Linked DNA regions of Mus musculus: all the other regions are linked to region 2. A link is a contact called in public HiChIP or PLAC-seq data. All regions are on one chromosome and are shown on one strand. Each heading gives the region's core, a stretch centred on a gene start, on an enhancer-like site or on the middle of the called end of the contact. The rest is flanking DNA. Distances are from core to core; before and after follow the strand shown.

Region 1 (2,869 bases), core at 204-2,703, 340 kb after region 2:
CCACCATCAACAACAGCAAACAAGCAAAACACAAACCAAAACAAATGAAATGGAATTGATGGTACCTCCATCTGCTGATGAAGGTGTTTCATTTCTGGGGTTCTGAGGCACCTCCAGTCACATGGGTGGAGCTATGATTTAAGCCAAGGTCCGTGACCTTCATTCAGCCCCTTGTTCTTTTCCTTTCCTTGCCACATTGAGTGATCAGGAATTATCCATAGTGAAAGTATCAACACTGCTGTCTTGGCTCGGCTCAGTTGTAGCTGTCATTACCTTTCTTACTGTTAGCCCAGTTGGCTCATCACTTCTCTGTCCACTGGATGCTGTCCACTAGGTAGAGACCTCTGTCCTAGTTTATCTTCTGTGCTAGACTCCTCCTTGTCGTTTGCACAGGCTGGCTGATGCAGTGAGGTGCCAACAGTGTTCTGAAGGGTTGGTGTATGAATCAGGGTGTCCACATCTGGTGGCCCACCTTCTCATTGCAGCCTCACGTGGCACCCTTAATATTATTACAGTGCACCATGAGCTTTGGATGGGGCAAACATTCAAACACCACCCCTGGAAAAAAGTGACAGTGCGTTCCCTTGGCCTATAGAGAAAATACCAGCATTACTTTCACCAATGATGAACCTTGGTGATGTTAACATGCCATCCTATTTTTTTAAATTAATTTGTTTATTTTATACTCCATATTTTATTCACCCACCCACCCCCTGTCTCCATGTGGATGTCCCCACCCTCAATGCCACTTGACCTCTACACTCCCTGGGGCCTCCAGTCTCTTGAGGGTTAGGTGCATCATCTCTGAACACAGACAGGGCAGTCCTCTGCTGTATGTGTTGGTGGCCTCATAGCAGCTGGTGTATGCTGCGTGGTTGGTGATCCAGTGTCTGAGAGATCTTGGGGGTCCATCCTATTTTTTTAAGCAATCCAGTGAGACTCATTTTTTTGTGTATGTTGGATATTTGGATTCAGAGATTTGTTCTGAGTATGAGATGAGTCTTTTCAAAAGTGAGAAGTGGCTCATTGGTTATGAGCACACACTGTTCTTTCAGAGGACCAGAGTTCAGTTCCCAACACCCATGTCAGGTGGCTCACAGTTGCCTATAACTCCATGGTTGGTTCCATGGAACCCAACGTTTATCTTCTGGTCTCCGGGAATCTGCACACAGTTGTTGGTTTGCATACCAGAGCACAGCCAGCAGGCTGATCCGGGAAGGAAGGCAGAACATAATCTGAGGACCCCTAGTCAGGCCAGAACAAAAGCTCCGAGGGGTGCTGGCCTGGCTGGAACAGCCAGAATGTTAGAACTGTCCTTGGGGAAGCTAGGGTAGAGCAGGCTGCTGGAGACCTTTTCTGATGCAGTCGCAACCCTGGAGTTAGTGGCTCGCAGTGGTATGCAGGAGCTGGCTGGTAGAAGCTGAAGTTGCTGAGTGTCAGGATGTGGCTGTGATTAATCGTGAATGGGGTTAGATAGCTGCGGTGTTGAAAGCTTGATCGGGGCCTGCTGGGTGGGGCTGAGGTCTAGCAGAAAAAGCTTGAGAGAAAACTCTTCCCTAGAGTGTTACAGCTCTATTAAATAGGTGCTCGCAGATGATTCTTGGTGAAATAACTGGAGCACTTTATTCCTTGTAGAGAAGGGACCTTATAGACATTTTGGGGTGGGGTGGGATCTAGGGGTAAATGCTTCTCATTGGCTCAGTCTGAGATGTTAGGGATGCTCTGTTTACATGGGAAAAGACTTTAGTGGGGTGTTGTGGTCACGTGGTCTGAGACATGGAGACCCTGGCCAGGAGTTGGTTCTAAGACCTACCTTTCTCAATTATGAAAATTCCCAGGGATTTTGAACCTGCTTCAACCTTGCGGGATCTTCTGTCTGGGGGCACGGCCCACTGCCCACACAGATACCCTCTCTCTACCCCACAACTAAAATGGAAAGAACAAAAAAGGGGCTAGAGGGATGGCTCAGCACTTCAGAGCTTTGGCTCTTCTTCCAGAGGCTCTGAGTTCTATTTCCAGCACCAACCATCTGTTGCAGATCAGAACTGTGGGCACTGCAGGCACGTGGAACAAAGACATACATCCAGCTGTAACACCAACAAATAGAAAATAAAGTGAAGGGAAAATAATAAAATCTTTTTTTTTAAATCAGGAAAACCAGGCTTCTGATGTGTCTCTAATCCAAGATGGTTAGCCTGGAGCAGTAGTGTGGCCCACCTGGTAGCTGTTCAGCTAGTTAGTAACCGTTAGAAGTATCTTTGCTAGCCAGAAGGTAGGCGCATGCTTTTAATCCCAGCACTTGGAAGGCAGAGGTAGGCAGATCTCTTTGAGTTTAAGGCCAGCCTGGTCTACAGAGTGAGTTCCAGGACAGATATGCTTATATTTGTTTGTTTTTTTGAGACTATATCTCAATGTGTAGTCCTGGCTAGCCTGGAACTCTTAGAGACCTAGGAATACTAGAATTAAAGTCATGCAATCAGGGCTATATAGTGAGACCCTGTCTCAAAACAACAACAACAAAACCCCCCCAAAAAAAAACCACACAAGAAAGAACTTGGCGGGGGTGGGGGGGGGCAGGAAAAAAGAAAGAAAGAAACCCACTTTTGCAGGAAGCTCTGGGGAGAGCACATGCTATGAAAGAACAAGCTGGTCCAGTGAAGCCCACGTAGAAAGAAGAGGAACAAAGCCAAGTGTCCATCTCCTGCTCTGCAGTTACTACAGCTACCCTTAGAGCCTAGAGCAACTGCGTTTATATCCAGGCCCTGTGCACTAGAAGCTGTTGAGAGGAAGGTGTGAAGGGAAGCAGCCTTCATTGCTCACTGTGGGCTAGCAAGCATTCCTGTGTACAGTACAGGTGTCAGTAGCAGGT
Region 2 (2,830 bases), core at 182-2,681:
GAAGGATCAGGATAATTTGTAAAATCTTACTGTCAGCTCTAAGATAAACGCTTGGTCAGTGTTTGCTTTCTTGAGTGCTGTGGTTTCACTGTGATTTTGAAATACATAAATAAACTTGGTCTTGGGAGATCAGTGCTAAAATATGTACAGGTAAAATGATAACCAGACCTGTAGCATGTGCCTAAGAGCAAACCCTGGGGTCTGTACACATGGCCGTGTGTGTGTCTCACAAGCATGTGCAAGCGACCCACCTGCTTTTGCTTTAGGAGTGCTGGGATTAAAGGATAAGCTCTCACACCTGGTTTCCTCTTATTTTTTAAATTACGTGTAAGTGTGTGTCTGTACCCATGTGATACCTCCTCTCACTCACCCAGGAGCTTGTAGATTCTCCTCAGCCAGAGAGCCCGCCTGCCTCCAGGGTTACAGATGGCCATGTTGCCTGTTTTTTTTTTTTTTGTTTTTTTTTTTTTTTTGTTTTTTTTTTTTTGGTTTTTGGTTTTTGGTTTTTCGAGACAGGGTTTCTCTGTATAGCCCTGGCTGTCCTGGAACTCACTTTGTAGACCAGGCTAGCCTCAAACTCAGAAATCTCAGAGGCTGGCTCTGCCTCCCAAGTGCTGGGATGAAAGGCATGTGCCACCACGCCCGGTTTATGTTGCCTGGTTTTTATGTAGGTGCTGGGATCCGAACTCCCATACTCCAGTCCTCAGGCTGGATGCTGAGTGCCTTATCCACAGACTCATCTCCGCACTCCTGTAAAGTTTTATCTGCAGAAGGCATTCTCACTTCCTTTAGAATGTTCGGGCACCTTATCCTGGTTCCAAACCAAAGCCTGGGGGCATTGCCTGTCAGGCGGAGGCAGTGGTGGAAGAACTGGTTTATGTTTTTCCTGGGAGAATCATAAAGCATGTGATGTGGTTGTTAAGGGCCTGGTTGATTTCCCTCACCCCCACCCCTCCCTTCCTGCACCAAGACTAAATTGTTTTAAAAAAAAATGCAGCCCAGCTTCCATGATCCCAGCAAAAAAAGAAAAAAGAAAAGGCAACACTGATATTCTCTCAGCGGCCAAATAAACCTTCTATGTCCCATCCATTAAATATTGATAATTGATGAGAATTGGTATTGATTTGGTGAGTCATCACGAGGCTGATGGGGACGCTGTGTTCCTTTCTGTGCTAGAAATCTCCCTGTCAGGCAGATCCATCATCTGTTGATGCTCAGAATTAGGAAGAAAAAAGAGGAAGGAAGAAAGCTTTCTTCAGCCCAGCAGGGAGGAAGGATCAGGACAAAGAAGCTGAGCCGCAGAGAAATTGTTACATAGCCAGCCGGAGAGTGATTGATTGCACAGTAAACAAGAACACAGCCAACCTGTGTCTCCCCCTAAGTCGTAGGGTTGGAGGCAAGAGCTTTCCTCTGCTGGCCACTAGATGGCAGTATTGGCAAGGTCAGCCTGAATGTGATTACCTGGGTTGGCTCTAGTCTCGAGGTTCCACGGTTCACTAACAGAATACTCAACACATTTGTTTATAAATCCAGACTGTTTTCTTTTAAAAGATCTGGTTGTGGTGGGGCATGCCTTGACATCTAATAGCACCAAGATTTTCAAGTCTCTCCTTTACCACATCGAAGCATCTAGGCCAGCCTAGGTTATATAAGACCCTGTCTCAAATAAATTAAATTAAATGGAATCAATATCCATTTGTCTTTTTCTGAAAGTCTTATGGCCTTAAGTTTCTGCTATCCCTGCCTCCACCTACTCCTGAGGGTTTGGGGTCACAGGTGGATGTTGCCCAGTTTATACAGGGCTGGAGATCAAATCCTGGTCCCTAGGCCTGCTATACAAACTGAGCAACTTCACCGAGCTCCATCCCTGGGCCCTGAAACGTGCATTCTCAAAGTAAAGGCCCAATTTCTTTTTCCAGAGGCATATAACAGCTATAGTAGCAACTGCCTTTGAACACCAGTGAGTTGCTTTAAAAGGGATAACATTATAGAAATGAAGTCTTTATAAATGTGTGAGATATTTGACATTAAGATAGCCCTACAAAATCTGGATTCTATAGTCAGTTCCTGTTCACATCAGAAACTTAGCATTGATTAAGAGCCTTATGTTCAGGCCTTGGCTACATGAGACCCCGCCTCAATGGTAATAAACAAACAGTGCCTTTTAATGCATGTCTACTCCCTGTCCATGCTAGGCACCTATGTATTCCCTCTGCAATATTTACTGAGCCCCAGCTGTGTGCATAATGAGATCATGCTTTTTCTATAATATGTTCTCAGAATATCATCTTTGATTAAGATCTGAATCACAGTAGAACCCACAGCCAGTGTTCCCGCTACCCCAGTGCTCTTTGATTTGAAACACTGTGCAAATAGGCTCAGCTCCCATGATGTCAGTGGCTTGGTCTGCAGCTGTGATGTCCCTGGTTCCTGAGGCCAGTGTGTTCCTGTTTGGGTTTTGGCTTTGTTTGGAATTAAGAGGCTTATAAAGGAAGCCATAGAACCCCCGAGTTCCCCAATGGCTGCGGTACAGGAAACAGGGCAATCTGTCAGCATCTATTGTCCAGCCAGATTGTTTAAGACACAGTTTCAAGACAATCTGGAAACACCTCCTGGCTCGGTAATATGTAGTTTAGCATCTATGTCAAGCAAGCTCTTATCAAGGTTTGTTTTAGGGACAATTGCCGGAAAAATATTCTGCAGTTTTCACGAAACAACTTTTAGTGACACTGTCCTTAGGTTCCAAGGCCTTCGTGTGACAATCAGGGAGGAGGGAAAAGTCTCCCTAAATATACTCGGGCCATGCTGGGAAGCATCACCAGCCACGGTT
Region 3 (2,807 bases), core at 46-2,545, 470 kb after region 2:
AGTGGTCCTCACAGGGTTTTCCTTTAACATCTAGAGGAATAAATGAGTCGCAGGTTGTTGAACTGGCATTTACCACGTGATTACCTCCTTTGGTTCATGAAGATTGTTCATTGCGAAGCTGAGCACAGTGGGCAAAGTAAATAAAGGCTATGAAGTATTTTAAGTGGCCTAATTTACATAGAATCCTTTACTCAGTGTTAAGGCAGGTAACATTCTTAGCTCCTCCATCTTGTCACTTTAAAATGAGTACACCTAGAGAAACACTATTATAAGCGCCACATTGCTGACATTATGGTGGTGTTTTGTGAGGCTGTCTTGATGGTATGCAAAAATCACACGTTTTTTTTTAAATTCAGTCCTAAAGAGAATTTAGGATGCTTATCCTAAATATTATATGTGGGTCTACCGGTTTCCCTGAATTTAAAAAGGCTAAAATAGAGGCTAGAGGAGGATCCCCAAAGGTGGTATCGGTATTTTCTTGGCAGAACGAACACCAGAGAAGCCTATTTCAAACGTCCAGTGGACAATATGCACAGTTTCTTCTTAACACTAGATACTGCTTCCTTAACATTTCTTAATTTTTCTCTCCATGCCTAAGGTTTCTTCCCGGTTCGGCGTAGGATTGATCCCTCCAAGCACACCAACCCTTAGTAGTGTGGGGAAAGCCCAGATAGACCAACGCGGAGTTCCTTAGTTTAGTTCACGTCCTTTCCTGCAAACAACCCACACATGGCGCTGCGGTTCCCACGAAGGAAAGCGCCTATTTTAGCTCTTCATCAGCGCAAATCTGTATTCCTGGGACTAGGATGCTCAGGGAAGAGCACGGGTGGCTTGCATCGCGTGGCAGAAGTGCCTGCACCCGTGCGGTAAAGCGGAGCTCACCACCATCCCGCACTTACCCGCTTTATACCAGCGAGTGAAGTATCGATCCACAAGGGAGGGTGGCGGGGCTTCGGTAGCTATGACTACCTCTGGTGGCGCCAGCTTGGCTTCGGGGCAGCGGAGCTCTTCCATCCCTCTAGTCCAGGAGCGTAGTTCCGGCGCGTGGGAGCCGGTTGGTGTCGTGCGCACGCGCGCGACTCCCCGGCTGGCGGCCAAACTCCCTCCCCGACCCCAGTCACCTGTGATCCTGGGCCAAAGCCCAACTGTGGGGCAAAAACAACCGGGTGTCAAAGAGCTGAGGGACAGCAGACAGCAAGGTCCTGCCTCTGCCGGGTGAGGGCTCCCCGATCCCCTGGACCCTCTGAGCACCCTCGAGCTCCTGAGGAGGCGCGTCTGGCCACACCCACCCGGTGACGTCACTCAGCGCGCCTCGCGGGTGACGCCACGTCCGCGCCGCCTTTCTGGTGCTACCTGGCGTGTTTCGCCCTTCAGTGGATCGTGTTTCTCGTCTCCCGTGTGCATCGGCGGTTCCTTTCCAAACCCAGTGCGCCGTGAGGGCTCGGAGCCGCCTCGAGGGCGTCGTAGGTGAGCATTCGCCCGTCCCAGTCCGAGCCGCTGTGTGCGGCCTGGTCTTGCTGTCCAGGGCTGTTCTGGTGCAGGGGAGATGCACGCGCTTCTGCCTGCGCGCGCCGGCGGGCCGGGCGTGGACCTCTTCTTTCTTCGAGTTTCGGATGCTTTCTGTACACGTTTTCCCCGGGGCCGTCTTGGGGCGCTGCGAGGGATGAGGGTCCGGTACCCCAATTGCGGGTTTCCTTGTAGCGTGTAGATAAAACCTCTACCAGCTTGTCGTGGAAGGTGATAGGTAAATAGAGGCCTCTGTGCTGTGCTGCGGGTCCCTTCTCGCTCGCATTTGGGACTTTTCTATGAAGTAGTGTATCTCGTGCTTCCCTACCTGGTGTACCTAAGCCGGGATTTCTGTGATGGCTGTGATTTTATAGTCTTTTGTCTTTAGGGCCTAACATTTGGCAAGGTTTTGTTGTAAGTCACATAACGGATCTTAGGTATTGTGTAAAGGATTCGTTTGCGTATTGAGAACCATGATATATAACCAGCAAATATCTCGATGTGTAAGTGAAAGAAAAAGAGACAAAGACAAATTTTAGTTTGTGGAAACAGAGATGACAATAAGTCCCAAGCCAGGATGAGCTATTATTTGATAAGAGATCAGCAGGTTCTCTGTTTTTCAGGTTGCATTTCATATGCTTGTAAGGGTCAGCTTATGATAATATCAGGATTGATTTTAATGTGAGTTTAATGTTTAGTTTGGTCTTGTTCATTTACAAGGTATATAGGTTTATCTAATCTTCCCTTTAGTGAGCTACCAAGCCTGAAGGTAGGGGAGAAAGTGGATCAATGGTCAGAATTTTGGGACATGATCAAAGTTGTATGAAAGCACCTCTTAGAACATGTGTGGGTGGAGTCAAGGGAGGTGCAGTTGGAGGTGCCAAAGGAAGGCTGTTAGCAGATTATGATCCTAGAAACATTTGGAAGATGTTTCCTAACTTTGAAAGCATTGAGAAAACTACAGGACTGTGTAACTCCAAAAAGTTAAATGAGTGAGCAGTGTCAGAATGACAATTTAGAGAAGTCGGTTTTCATGCTAAAAGAATTGGGGCATTAGAGAGATTAATGAGTTTGCCTTTTTACCAAGTGACCATGGAGGCCAGAAGAAGGCATGGGGTTCCCTGGAATTGGAGTTATAGATAGTTGTTATCTGCTGTGTAGGTGTTGGGAACTGAACTCAGGTCCTCTGGAAGAGCAGCCAGTGTTCATTAACCTCTGAGCAGTCTTTCCAGACCTGAACTCGGTAATTCTTTTAAAAACTCAGATTGCCTTGCTGTGTTTTATCAGTCAGGGTCCAGTAG

What was found. HiChIP or PLAC-seq counts read pairs in DNA pulled down with a chosen protein or histone mark.
Region 1: an H3K27ac HiChIP or PLAC-seq map of embryonic stem cells shows a contact between it and region 2, with 9 read pairs. The contact joins two enhancer-like sites. A contact is called at or near these places in 6 of 39 promoter capture datasets (the 3T3-L1 cell line, the C10 cell line, cranial neural crest and 2 more), 1 of 484 Hi-C or Micro-C datasets (cerebellum), 2 of 115 datasets of contacts at active chromatin or transcription factors (embryonic stem cells and large pre-B cells) and 1 of 9 other capture datasets (embryonic stem cells).
Region 3: an HNF4G HiChIP or PLAC-seq map of pancreatic cancer cells shows a contact between it and region 2. The contact joins the promoter of Elp1 here to the enhancer-like site in region 2. A contact is called at or near these places in 2 of 39 promoter capture datasets (cranial neural crest and maxillary cranial neural crest), 1 of 15 datasets of contacts at CTCF or cohesin (large pre-B cells), 2 of 484 Hi-C or Micro-C datasets (the HPC-7 cell line and adipose-derived mesenchymal stem cells) and 7 of 115 datasets of contacts at active chromatin or transcription factors (embryonic forebrain, embryonic hindbrain, embryonic stem cells and 4 more).

What each region holds. Positions count from the first base shown.
Region 1 is chr4:56,930,810-56,933,678 of GRCm38.p6, reverse strand. All of the region lies in intron 3 of Tmem245 (transmembrane protein 245), which reads left to right. Among named protein-coding and RNA genes, the nearest start is that of Tmem245, 15 kb to the left of the region's middle. Within about 2 kb of position 1,453, at least 27 of the 459 cell types and tissues checked have an H3K27ac peak or open chromatin away from gene starts, as enhancers often do. A contact at or near this core is called in embryonic stem cells, where this site is marked.
Region 2 is chr4:57,273,887-57,276,716 of GRCm38.p6, reverse strand. The region is part of intron 1 of Ptpn3 (protein tyrosine phosphatase, non-receptor type 3); the gene reads left to right. Among named protein-coding and RNA genes, the nearest start is that of Gm12536, 24 kb to the left of the region's middle. Within about 2 kb of position 1,431, at least 45 of the 459 cell types and tissues checked have an H3K27ac peak or open chromatin away from gene starts, as enhancers often do. A contact at or near this core is called in embryonic stem cells and pancreatic cancer cells, where this site is marked.
Region 3 is chr4:56,800,819-56,803,625 of GRCm38.p6, reverse strand. It overlaps Elp1 (elongator complex protein 1), which reads left to right and starts at 1,295. Exons shown (of 37, transcript NM_026079.3): 1 at 1,295-1,467. Abitram (actin binding transcription modulator) reads right to left here and starts at 1,297. Exons shown (of 6, transcript NM_001081420.1): 1 at 900-1,297; 2 at 1-30. The coding sequence starts at 1,014.